Regions from separate parts of the Mus musculus genome. Here all the other regions are linked to region 2. Evidence: chromatin contacts called from public Hi-C data. All regions are on one chromosome and are shown on one strand. Each heading gives the region's core, a stretch centred on a gene start, on an enhancer-like site or on the middle of the called end of the contact. The rest is flanking DNA. Distances are from core to core; before and after follow the strand shown.

Region 1 (3,032 bases), core at 159-2,658, 660 kb after region 2:
TCTGAAGAAGGAACCTAGGTCCAAAATGCTGTGGACAAGATCTAGCATGGGCCTGTAATTCCAAGGGCACCCAAATGCTGAGATTCCATCTCAGTGCCCAAGGGGTTCTGGTCGTAAAGTCATGCGTTTAGCATCTTTGTGATGGGCATAGGGAGTAGGGGACAGTGGCAAACTGGCATCTGGGAAGAGTCCAGAGCTCCAGGAAAAGCTCTCTGGGAGGACACCTTGCAGGGGTATAAATAAACCCTGACCTAGCTTCAAGTCTCCCTGTGCTAGTACCTTCAACATTCTAGTATCTTCTCCCCAAGTGTCTCCTGGAGACTGTTGCGCCCTCCTGTACCCATTGCTCGGTACCCAGACACCAGGTATAAGCACAGGATAAGGCTCCCCTTGTGGTGGTAGTTGGCGGGGGGCATAGATGTCTGTCATGAGCCCACCTTACCCTGGGCTCCATTCCGTATGAACCCACCCATTGTGTTTCTTCCATAGCGAGTAGGTTGGTGTCTGAGCTCAGACTGACTCATGAGATCATTCCTGCTCCAGGCCATGCAGATACGGGGCCTTTATCCAAGTGATAGGCTCATTCCCTGCATATAAGGTACTAAATAAGGAACTAACTAGAATACCTATTCATATCTTACAGAGAAGTAGACCAAGGCACAATTTGGGGGCTCACCTAGAAAAGCATGTTGTGTTAAAGATCGATTAGGATGTGGGGAAGCATGGACTTTGCCCCCCTCAGCCAAGTGCCTAGTCTGTTGGTAGGAATCATACTGCAATCATTAATTCTCCCTAACTGCTGAAATTAGAAAGTAGACTGCATTGTAGTCAAACAAAGAAGGAAGAAGGACAGGAGAGGTACATTCAATTGGCTTCCCTAAATCAGGCAGCCACATAATATTGGGATTGGGATTGGGCCATTGAGCCAGGTTTCTGGACCTTTCCTTTATTGCTCTCCGATGATGCCAGCCCTGTTCCAAGGTTTGTAAACCTGCAGAAGTGGACCACAAAGAGTGGAGTAGACAGAAATGAAAGTAAGATCAGCTGGATGGCTCAGCTAAGACACAGGCCTGAAGTCTGCTCTGTGATTCCCCACTTCTTAGCTTTTAGTTACCCAAAGCCACATCCCACCTGGATGGAAGCAGGTTAAAAGCCAGCTTCAGTACAGGGAATGGGGAAAAGAGGACCCTTGAGCAGGGTAGCCAGAGGTGACCTGGGAACAGCCTGGGCAGGCACGACAGCTCAGGGTTTTGTGAAAATGGGCCATCCTCTAGTCATGTGTCCCTGAGCGTCAAAAAAGCCAGGGAATGCCACTTTGCTGCAAGCTCTGCATTGGGAACTGTTGTTCTCTGGGCTGCTGAATGGAAGGCTGTTAGTGGCTGTTTGGGTTCAGGCAGAAATTGGACCCTTTGTCTCTAACTACTGGCTAGTTACAGTTGTGGACAAAGAGACCTTTTCTTGGCCTGAAATTCCTCTACTCATGACTGACAAAGGATGGCACAGTGCATCTGCCTTCAAATGCTTTGGCTTCTGCTAAACTCATTAATGCATCCGATAAAATAGCTGACATTCCAGGCAAAGCCTCCCTCTTCCTGCCTTTACCCAGGGCTCAGAGAAAGGAATGCACTTGAGTCTGTTCTGTAAAGAAGCCTGGGGAAAGGTGAGGCCCTGGTACCTTTAAGCACTACAATTGCGCTGCTTTCCCTGTCCAGAACAATGTAGAGCAAAACACAGCATAGTATGAAATCCTCAGACATCCGCATGAAAAATTGCAGAGCCGAGTAGTGGAAAGATCAGCAGGCCAGCTGTCTGACGTAGAGGAAGTCACTTTACTTGTGAGAGCCTGGGGTCCCTCTTCTGAAAAAAACCACAACGTTGTTGTCTACCTCATGTAGACCACTCTGGGGAATTGAGTTCTAGGTTCTTGGAGCTCATAGGGAGTGATCCTAGCCTGTTGCTTCACTTCCTCCCTCCAGGCAGCCCTATGCCCCAAAAGGAGAAGGCATGGTGGAGAAAAAGAGTTTAAGATTTTATAAGCAATTTTGGCCAGGTTAGGAAAAGCAGGCTTTATTAAGGCAGGAAATATGGGCTGTACCACCTTGGGAAATGACTTGGGCACCAGAGGCACTTCCTGTACCCTGGCCATGGACTTAACTGTGATTTCCAAAAACAGTCTGCATGCGTGTACCAAGTAACTGTAACCGTCCTGCAGACTTGGGACTAAATGTTCAGTCTTGTAAATTGTGCTTTTTTAGGGCTGGCAGTTTCTCTAGGGTTTCCTTCTTCCTGTCTCACTATTCTGACTTTTAGTTCTTTACCCCCCAACACCCCTCCTCCCGCCAACACTCACAAGCACCCCCTGGGTACACAGGCTGTCAAGTACTTGGCTTGAGGATACAAAGAACAAGATGTCTCCAAGAAGTCCATTACCAAACAGCAAAGTTTCCATTGTCTTCTGACCAGTGTGCAGAAGAATATAATAGAGACCCGGAGATCAGAGGTGACAGGCCAGGCAGGAAAGGTAAGCTTACTTAAACTTGGCCAACTTGAATAAAGGGTTTATTTACAGAGGTAAGGAAAACCTAGGCAGCCAGGAAGACCCCCATAGCTGCTAACCTATTTCTATTCCCTAGGCTTAGGGATGAGGAACTGGAGGGACCCAGCCCAAGATAGGAGCTTAGTTCAGTTTTAACCAGAGGGCACTTTGCAAATGAGAAAACAGAGGTAAGAAATGGTTAAACAACCTGTCTAATATTGCACAGCTGTGTCAGCAAGGAAGCCAGAATTCAAACTCTGGCAAGCCAATTCAAGAGTGAGAGCTAATGAGGAGCTACTAGGGGGTTCCCCTGGCCTCTACTGTCTAAGGGAGCAGCCTAGGACTCATTCCTTCCTACTCAGAAATTGTGAAGTTGTGGGTCTATTGTGAAGAGCTGAAGATGAACAATGTTTGGAAGAGTGTCTTAAAACAAAACAAAACAAAACAAACAAACAAAAAAACCCAGTTCTCTATCAATAGGAGGCCTGAGTGGTAA
Region 2 (2,878 bases), core at 159-2,658:
AAGGAGCCCCAGGGAACTTCTGAGATTATTATTACTGAATAGAAATGGAAAGAAGTTCCAACTTGTGTTTCTGTCCCTCTTGGTAGCTGTCATGTGTAACTTTATGTACCTTTTCCATAATGACTGCTTTTCAAGCCGTCCACTGTGAAGGAAGGTAGGCCTACACACACATGCACACACACATTTCCTTGGGGTCTTTTATTGTATATATCTCTGTTTGAACATAAAAAAAAATCACTCTCTCCAAACTCTTCTGTTAAAATGTATACCCCAGGAAGCTGTAATTCACTTAAACACAGGATTGTTACACCTTCCCCCAGATCCCTGTTGTCCCAGGAAGACCAGCATCACTCCATCTGGTGCTCTTTGACCCCGGCTCTGGGGATTTTTACCTTTACAGAGATTCATCCACCCACACTCAGAGCCACACCTGGGTTATATCTTGGAAAGCTTCATTCCACCCATGATGTCTCAAATAACAAGGTCCCATTCCCTGACCCTTGGTCCTATCTTTCAAAGCTCACTGGATTGGCTCTTTGACCATCTCCTGCTTTCCAGGCTCCTGCATCCATCTTCCTTTCCCTCTTAGACTTTAAGATCTCCTAGGCTTCTTAATCTTGGAGATCACCGAAGCTTCCCCCCACAGCAGTGAAAGGTGAACGTACAGCATGAGCAAGCAAGGAGCTGTATGTAAATGAGCCATTTCTGTTCATTTGTCTTTGCATCATGACCTTTCTCTTCCTGACCTAGGCACCTACCTTCCAGGGACACACAAACATGAATGAGTCTGTGTAAATATGGTTGGCCGGGTACCTGGACCAGAGTAATTGCTACTGAAACACAAGTTCTTACTCTCATCGTGAAATGATCGTAGGGGCCACACATGTTACCTTGTAATGTGTCTGAATACTTCTCTGGTGAATCGAGATTCCAAATGCTGTCTTCACCCCATCTCAGTTTCCCCAAAATTTTTTTGTCTAAATTTATCTGCAGTTTTCCTGTCTGATTAATTTTTCTTCTGGATTCAGAACCAGTTGGGTTCTGTCTCTTGACCTCAGGAATTAGAGTGCAGAAGTTGGACCAGCAAAGATTAAACATTCACTCACTTATCCACTCACTCATGCATGCCTCCCTTCTAAATAGGAAGGGATCTAAAGAACAGTGAGTTGAAGATTGAGACCGGAAGAGTCAACTAGGTCAGACCTAGTTTTCTTTTCCAAATGAATGCACCTCATCTCTTGCTATTGCTCACCTATCTAAGTATATCCAGCAACAAAGATGTGAAAGTAGGAAGGCTGGGCTGCTGCTGCTGAATCAGGCCATTTTGTCACCATCCTTGGTTATAGGGAGGAGAGTACCAGAGATGAGTCACTGGTGGCTGTCTTCTGAGGAGATAATGAAGCAAAGCCAGAGTGACTTATATTGCAGCCACAGACAGACAGACCGATAATGGCATTTCTTTCCTCCAGACAGTCTCCTCAGCGGCTGCTGATGACTAAACCTCCCCACCCACCTCATGGGTGTGGCTTGTAGGTAGCTTAGCACCCAGGGTTGATGTACGTGACATTAGGGGAAAAGTCACAGGTACTTGCAGATATGAGTCTCAGGGAATTTTCCCCTGAACCCTTTACCTGTCAGTCAGGTACATATGTCTTTTACAGGCTCAATAGCCACCCATTCCATTTTTGAGAAATTGACTTGGAGACAAAACAGGCTCCTGTTGACAGGGCTGTGAAGAGAAAAAACAGATGGACCATTCTAGGATAGTCCAGTAATCCCAGCTGATGATCTGAGGAACTTTGTGGCCCATGTCAAAGTGGCTTGCCTATTAAGTACTGTAGGTGTAGGTACAATACCCACTTGCAACCAAAGAGAGAAATCGGGTTTGCATAGAGTACTGAGATATTTGCCTTTTCACTAATATAGTTGTAAGATATAAATTTATATATTTGCCTTCCTAAGGAAAAGGAGTCTACAAAAACAAAAGTGTTGAAGGCTGTGAAACCAGAACACAGCTCTGCCTGGTCATCTCCTGGGTCTGGTCTCCCTTCTATTGAACTTAGCTCCTGACAGCTTCGACACCATTTCATCCCCAGGTCCTTGGGAATTCTTCTGGAACCATCCTTTACTTACACAGCAAGCTGCCTGCCTGTGCAGTGTAGAGCACACAGAATTCCCAGGGCTACATTCAGCATCCTAACCTTCTACCGGTTTCCACTTTGAGCTGTTCTCCGCCCCATCACGACCAGCTCTCTCTGGTCAGAAACAATGCAGCCCACATGCATTGTTCCTGGGACAGGCTGAGTGAATCTTGTGTGCCGGTGGGTCTTTGTACACCCAGGGTCACTTTGCTTCAAAGGTACCATTCCCCTTCCTGCCCACAGGCCCTCATTTACAGTGTGGCTACTTAATTGGATAGATCCCTGTACAAACTAACACTCTGAGGTCCTTGTTCAAATATCATCAGGATGGCTGAGCAGAGCATCCTACCATGTGTGTAGCTTTCTGCGCTCAGAGCCCTCTGTATGACTGCGCACATCATGAGCCTCTCAGGCTAGAAGCCAGGGTCTGGACCCACCATTCCTTTTCCCACCTCACCTCAAATATCATCTGCCTTTCTCTCCCAAACAAATGGTGGCAAGGCATGACGTGTGGTGCATCTCAGAGCCAACTCATGCTGCCATTGGTATATCTTTATTTTGCAGATGGGCAAGTTGATGCAAGCTGTCATTTGAACTGAGTTTCCGAATACATGGCTTGAATTCCCACTGCCTGGGCTCTGAGCCAATCTGAACTGGTTCTTTTCTTTCATCTGTCCTCTTACCTCTGAAGATCCCAGGCCCCATCCTTTCTTACTGATCTCTGACTGTCCATCCCT
Region 3 (2,765 bases), core at 85-2,584, 680 kb after region 2:
ATGGAAAATGGGGATGACACCAGTGCTCTCTTAGTAAGGTGGGAGATGAGGCTTAAATGAGTCCTGGAAGGGCACAGAAAGGCTGGCTGCCTGGCAGGCCGCCATAAGTGTTAACAGCAGGGATGGCAGAGGAGAAGAGGAAGGAGCAGGAAGAACATTTGAAATGACATATGTATGTCAAGCTCAACACCTCCGTGGGGCACTGATGGCAGTACTCACACTCACCAGATGCTCTGGTGCCTTTTAGAGTGCTCCGATCAGTCACAGGCCCCTTTCTGTCTTCAGAGGAGTCTTGCCTACAGTGGCTTTGTATCAGACCCAGTTTTAGGCCTGCCTTTCTTTCTATGCTGTTTTAGGTAGGAAGAGAGAACCGGACCAAAGGCTTGATAGAAACAAGAGGAAGCTTTACTAATGAAACAAGTTCTCTACAAGTGATGATTTCCCAAACACTGCGCTCTGACATGTTAAAAGACAACACTGGGAAGCACTGGCCTGGACAGTACTCAAATTAACTATGTGATGGAAAATGCTCAAGTTAAATTAACTAAATATCTTCATAGTGCAAGTCCATCGAGATGTTAATATATAAATACGCTTCTGAACCTCCTGGATTGGGTGTCATACAGATGTAATGGTGCCCGATTTTACTTAACCAAAGAATTGGCATTTTGCTAGTCTTTTCTAAGGACAAAAGAGTGGTAGATGCTGTGTAAGCCAGCAGTTAAGGTCCTCAAAGGTGACAAGAGGTACCATAAAAAGAACTGGAAGATTTCTACTAGTCCTGTGTCTATTTAATGAAAAGAACAAGGAGTCTGTCTTGGCAGTAACTAATGTGTTAGATGGTAGAGAAACAGTAACAGGTAAGGCTGGTAGAATCACTGTCTCTCAGAGTTCTTGTGAGCATTCTGGAAAGAGAGAGATGTTGCAAGGTAAATTCAGTATAGAAAGAGAGCATGGAGAACCATATTCAAAGGGCTTTCTTGCTCCATTTACTGGGCCAGAGGAATAATCCAGAAGCACCTGGTTCTAAACTGAGACACAAAGAGATAGTCACAGCCATTTGGTGTGTAGTTTATGACCCACTTGCTCTTTTGTGGCCTTATTGGAACCTTCTCAGGCAGATTCAATGGCAGTGGTAAAGTGTGGTGGTGAAGACCACTGAGAGTCCACAGTTCGGGCCAGGAAGGCACTGGGTAAGGCATTTTATGAGTCTAATGCACTTAATCTTCTTTTAACAGTAAATAGAACTCTCAGTTTACAAAGGAGAAGTTGAGGTTTAAAATAGTTAAGTGCCGTTCCAGAAGCTACCACCAGTAAATATTACAAAACCAGGGCTGCACTCAGATCTGCAAGGTTGCAAAGCTGCTTCCGACCATGCCATGGCCTACCAGGAACATGGTAGGTCCATGCAGTTTCAACAAGCTAAGAAAGGTAGAAAGCAAGATGATGTTAGAAATAATTCTTCTTCCTCCTCCACCTCTTCCTCCTCCTCCTCTTCTTCCTCTTCTCCCTCCTCCTCCTCTCTTCCTCCTCCTTCTTCCTTCTTCCTTCTTTTCCTCCTCCTACTCTTCCTCCTCCTCTTGCTCCACCTCCTCCTCCTCTCGTTCTTTTCCTCCTCTTCTTTTTAAAACTAGATTTCCATGTGTAGCCCTGGCTATTCTGGAACCTACTCTGTAGATCAGGGTAATCTTGAATTCACAGATTTCTGCTGGCCACTGACTCCTGGGTACTAGGATTAAAGGCATTTGCCATTACAACCACTTTAGGTATTCTTCCTTGAACTCGTTTTTTTTTTTTCTTAAATACTTGGTTATTCTAAACAGTCATGCTTGATATGGATAATCCTGTATAGCTTTGCTGATTTGTCTTTATTTAGCCATATATGCATATATATACATATATATGTATATGCATAAGTCATTGTGAAGTTTTATTATCCATGAGATTTGAACATTTGGCGAGTACTATGTAAATAGTTGTATAGTCTATGCCCAAACACAAACTAGATGGGTAGAAAATGGTAACCAGCACATGGCTTTGAAAGCTGATGGATCCAGCCTGGGTCAGTTACTAAACTCTATGCACTGTCATTGAGCATCAGAGAAGGTGGTAAAATAGGAAGAACTGACATTGCTGGAATGTGAGCAAAGCACATGTGGCTCTCAGGGTGCTTCATAGTGCTGGGCAGAGAACCTTATTCTTTGCTAGTCGTTTCTTTCCTGATTATTTTTTCTTCAATGTATAATAGAAAAATATAAATAGCTGGAATCAAACTTGAGTTTTTATGAGAATTTCTGCCCCAAATGAAACCATGTTTTCAAGAAAGGGGAGTTTTAGGCAGAATTTTGAAAGATAGCCCCTTACTCATGAATTCAAGCAATAGCTAGGTATGGAAACGATTGTGAAAATGGTATATAAATTATGAAAGTTATGTGAAATAATGAGATAATATGTGTGAAAGTACCTCCTCGCATAGAAAGCCCTAATAAATGCTTCCTTCCTTCCTGATTCACATGGCAAGCAGGTGGCAGAGCCCAGGCCTGATCCTTAGAGCATCTAACCCCACCTCAGTGCTCTTTCAAGGGCCCCTATACTTGAGTGCCTCCTGTCTGCTCACCCCACCATGACATCTTCCACGTGTACTGACTGCAGGTTTTTAGAAATAGCCAAGCGCTCCAAAACATTCTGAAGAATGCTTAGTACAGATGAGCTAATTCGTGAGAGAGTACCTCGTATTAGTATTTGGAAAACAGTTACCAGTTAGG
Region 4 (3,112 bases), core at 544-3,043, 590 kb after region 2:
GACAGGTTCTCACTCTATAGTTAACCTGGAACTCAGTGTGTAGACCAGGCTAGCATCAAACTCACAGAGGTCTTATATTATCTGTCTCCCATAGGCTAGTGTTAAAGACTTGGGGGCACGGTGTATGATTTGTAAAGAATAGGAATGTGTTGGACAATAGGTCAAAGATGAGATATACATTTATGTTTAAGAATAATGACAGCTAGGATGTATTGGGTACAAATACCAATACACTGAGTGTATCGTTTTTCCCTAGGTAGTCTGTATATAGAATTTCTAATTATAACAACGTATTAAAGTCCCTTAATGGACAAAACATTCACAGCTCTATAATAAAGATGCAGATGCCATATTTTTTCATCAGAATAAAGTTTAGTGCTAATATATTCAAAATAAATAGAACTTAAAAGTCTTAAGATGGGGTTCCCATAAAGTACTAAATAGATTACATTTCCCTGTGTAATATATGATGGAAGTGACATCATAGAGACTTTTTTATATATTCTTTGAAAGATACTCTTCTTCTTGATGAATATCTTATGAATGTCCCTGGGACCAGTTTGAGCTGTGGGGCATGCTCTTAAAAGTCTGCCAGACCCTGAGAGGAACCACACAACCATAGAGAGAAAGCAGACCCCGTGAGCAAAGCCCCAGTGATGGACAGAGGACTTGTTCTTGGTGGCTGTTTAGTTTTTCTTGTTTATGGGGTTTCTTCTTAGAAAGAAATAAAATAAGAATGAAAAAAAGAATTTTTTTTTCTCAATGCTTTTCAGTGTAGGAAGTATTTAAGGAATTCAGTGCCCAGAGGCAGTACAACAGTAAGAACAGGTGATGTTTTCTTTTCTTTTATTCCTTTCTTCTTTCACAAAGGAACTGAGGGCTTTACTCCATGTACCACGGCTAATAAGCGAAAGGGTAACAGCTTGGGTGCCCATCTACACAACCCCTAAGCTGTTTTCATGGCATCCTCTGTTGCTCCATCATTGTTAGCTCAGATTTCAAGGGTTCTATAGCTGATCAGAGTCTGGTTTGCTACAGGAAGGACTCCAGGTTACATGTCATTAGTTGTTTCCCTCTCTATGTTTTCCATTGAGCCGTAAGCCAGTGCAGCTCAGCTAATAGGCACATATCAGACCTGAGAAACTCCAGCCCCAACCATGAGGGCTGATTTAGTAAGGTCTTATGGAAAGCAGTAGATAAGTATCTCTCACTTCATTTTACTTTATTTCATTTATTTACTTATTAGTGCCAGGCTAATACCCAGGGCTTTGTGTATGGTAAGCATGTGCTCTGCTAGGGAGCCATGCCATGAGCCACAGGGTCTATAATTGTAGTGTCTACAAAGGCTGTAATGGGGGATTCAAAAATGCCTGCAACAAATGTCATAAGAGGACAACCGAATCTTTCCACAACTATTTTTCTCCGTCCCTAGCAAAGGATATTTTATATAAACGAGAGCCTAAATGTATGATAAATGGTTCTAAGAGTGAAGTAAATGAATAAATATTAATAAAATACGAATAGCATCAAGCTGAAGAGCCCGTCCCTGGTTGGTGTTGGGCACACTACAGGAATCTCTCAAATCACTATCCTTTCGAAGATGTCCTTTGGAAGGCTTAGGTCCAGCTGTTCTGAGGAGCCATGACAGAGGATCTGGTAAAATCTGCTAGCAATTAGAGACTGTGGAATTTTTATGTTCTCTTGAATAGTGAGAGAGACTGTTTGTATCGCTCTAAAGACAAACCCAGAAACCAAAGTGCAGATGCACCAGGGCACAACAGGAAACCACAAAAGCCTAAGATCTTTCCATGTAAATAAGAAGCTGGCCTTTACTTTTGAATCCACAGTGCAGAGTGGAGCACAGTTGTTAATCCAGCTTTTGCACAGCTCTGCTTTGAGCTTGAGCACAGTTAAACCATGCCACAGGATAAAAAGCACTTAAAAATGCTTGTTTTGATCAGCAAGCTTCATTTGTGTTAGTGAACAGTTTGGGGACACAGGTGCAGTGTGGACTCAGAACCATTAATTGGTCTCCCTTGTTCTTTTTGCAGTGATATTTGAAACCCTACTTCCCTCCACAAAGTTATATTAATCCATATAAATGCACGGGACATTTCCTGTTGACAAGCCTCTCTCACATGTCCCATCCTGGGGCCTCTGGTCCAGGTGCAAAGTGGAGAAACAGTGGTAACAATTCCCATACCTTCTTGTGTTGTTACCTCGATCTACATTTGATCAGTCCTATTACACTGGGAAGTAAGTAATACCGTACAACTGATCATAAAGTTTTTGTAGATAAGGAAAATGTGGTAGAACAAAAACCCATAGGTTTTGTTATTAGGTTGGCAGACCTATGTTCAATATAGAGTGCCTTAGCTCCAAAGTACCTTCCTTGTTCAACACCGACTGCAAGCCAGGCATGGGGCATAACGAAGAGTAGAAGTAGCCCTTGAGTCAGTTATAGTCCAGAGGAAGAGATGGGGAGGAAGCGTAAATTGCATAATCATGTCAAAGTACATTTAAGTATGCATATGCTCAACACTCTACCAATTTCATTCCTAGATAAAATCTTGGGGAAACTCCCGCACTGTGAAACAATATACACAGAGCCTTTTTAATACATCATATATCATACTATCCCCTGTTTGGATTTCCATTAGTAGAACATATTGCTAAACTATCATATTCATATGCTGACTTACATGTTTAATGAATAGACTGCATCTACATATAGTGGATAAGTGCAACAATTATAAAGTAACACAAAGAAGAAATGAGAGAAGTAGGCACAAAAATATTGCATCCATGGAAATTCTAAAAGAAGTAAAAACAAATGATGAAACTTAGGAATTTGGGCTGAACCTAGGAAGACAAAAGGATAATTGCCACAGATCTTAAAACCTTAGTGAATTCTATTTGTTGAAGGTTTTGGCTGTGTAGAACATAACTGCTTTCAGAAGTGGTCTAGAGGAACTGCCATTTGTTGATGAAGGACACATAAGCACTTAGTATTTTTTAAGATGTTCTGTAATTTTTAATCTCCTCTTCTAAGAGTGATATGTGTGCTGGAACCACCATGAAAGGACCCACCATATGGCATACAGTGGTATAC

Evidence for each region. Hi-C and Micro-C count contacts between places; a contact is called where the count stands out from the background.
Region 1: a Hi-C map of bone marrow-derived macrophages shows a contact between it and region 2, with 16 read pairs. The contact joins two enhancer-like sites. A contact is called at or near these places in 2 of 484 Hi-C or Micro-C datasets (bone marrow-derived macrophages and cortical neurons), 3 of 115 datasets of contacts at active chromatin or transcription factors (acute myeloid leukemia, bone marrow-derived macrophages and embryonic stem cells) and 2 of 9 other capture datasets (embryonic stem cells and liver).
Region 3: a contact with region 2 is called in a Hi-C map of bone marrow-derived macrophages, with 13 read pairs. The contact joins two enhancer-like sites. A contact is called at or near these places in 1 of 39 promoter capture datasets (hippocampal neurons), 1 of 15 datasets of contacts at CTCF or cohesin (large pre-B cells), 15 of 484 Hi-C or Micro-C datasets (the C2C12 cell line, the HPC-7 cell line, Th1 cells and 11 more), 4 of 115 datasets of contacts at active chromatin or transcription factors (acute myeloid leukemia, bone marrow-derived macrophages, large pre-B cells and 1 more) and 1 of 9 other capture datasets (embryonic stem cells).
Region 4: a Hi-C map of bone marrow-derived macrophages shows a contact between it and region 2, with 17 read pairs. The contact joins two enhancer-like sites. A contact is called at or near these places in 2 of 484 Hi-C or Micro-C datasets (bone marrow-derived macrophages and myocytes), 1 of 115 datasets of contacts at active chromatin or transcription factors (large pre-B cells) and 1 of 9 other capture datasets (embryonic stem cells).

The regions. Positions count from the first base shown.
Region 1 is chr4:95,844,638-95,847,669 of GRCm38.p6, forward strand. All of the region lies in intron 13 of Fggy (FGGY carbohydrate kinase domain containing), which reads left to right. Among named protein-coding and RNA genes, the nearest start is that of Hook1, 120 kb to the right of the region's middle. Within about 2 kb of position 1,409, at least 111 of the 459 cell types and tissues checked have an H3K27ac peak or open chromatin away from gene starts, as enhancers often do. A contact at or near this core is called in bone marrow-derived macrophages, where this site is marked.
Region 2 is chr4:95,186,868-95,189,745 of GRCm38.p6, forward strand. No RefSeq gene overlaps it. Among named protein-coding and RNA genes, the nearest start is that of Gm12708, 5.0 kb to the right of the region's middle. Within about 2 kb of position 1,409, at least 31 of the 459 cell types and tissues checked have an H3K27ac peak or open chromatin away from gene starts, as enhancers often do. A contact at or near this core is called in bone marrow-derived macrophages, where this site is marked.
Region 3 is chr4:95,865,972-95,868,736 of GRCm38.p6, forward strand. The region is part of intron 14 of Fggy (FGGY carbohydrate kinase domain containing); the gene reads left to right. Among named protein-coding and RNA genes, the nearest start is that of Hook1, 100 kb to the right of the region's middle. Within about 2 kb of position 1,335, at least 12 of the 459 cell types and tissues checked have an H3K27ac peak or open chromatin away from gene starts, as enhancers often do. A contact at or near this core is called in bone marrow-derived macrophages, where this site is marked.
Region 4 is chr4:95,776,253-95,779,364 of GRCm38.p6, forward strand. The region is part of intron 8 of Fggy (FGGY carbohydrate kinase domain containing); the gene reads left to right. Among named protein-coding and RNA genes, the nearest start is that of Hook1, 190 kb to the right of the region's middle. Within about 2 kb of position 1,794, at least 31 of the 459 cell types and tissues checked have an H3K27ac peak or open chromatin away from gene starts, as enhancers often do. A contact at or near this core is called in bone marrow-derived macrophages, where this site is marked.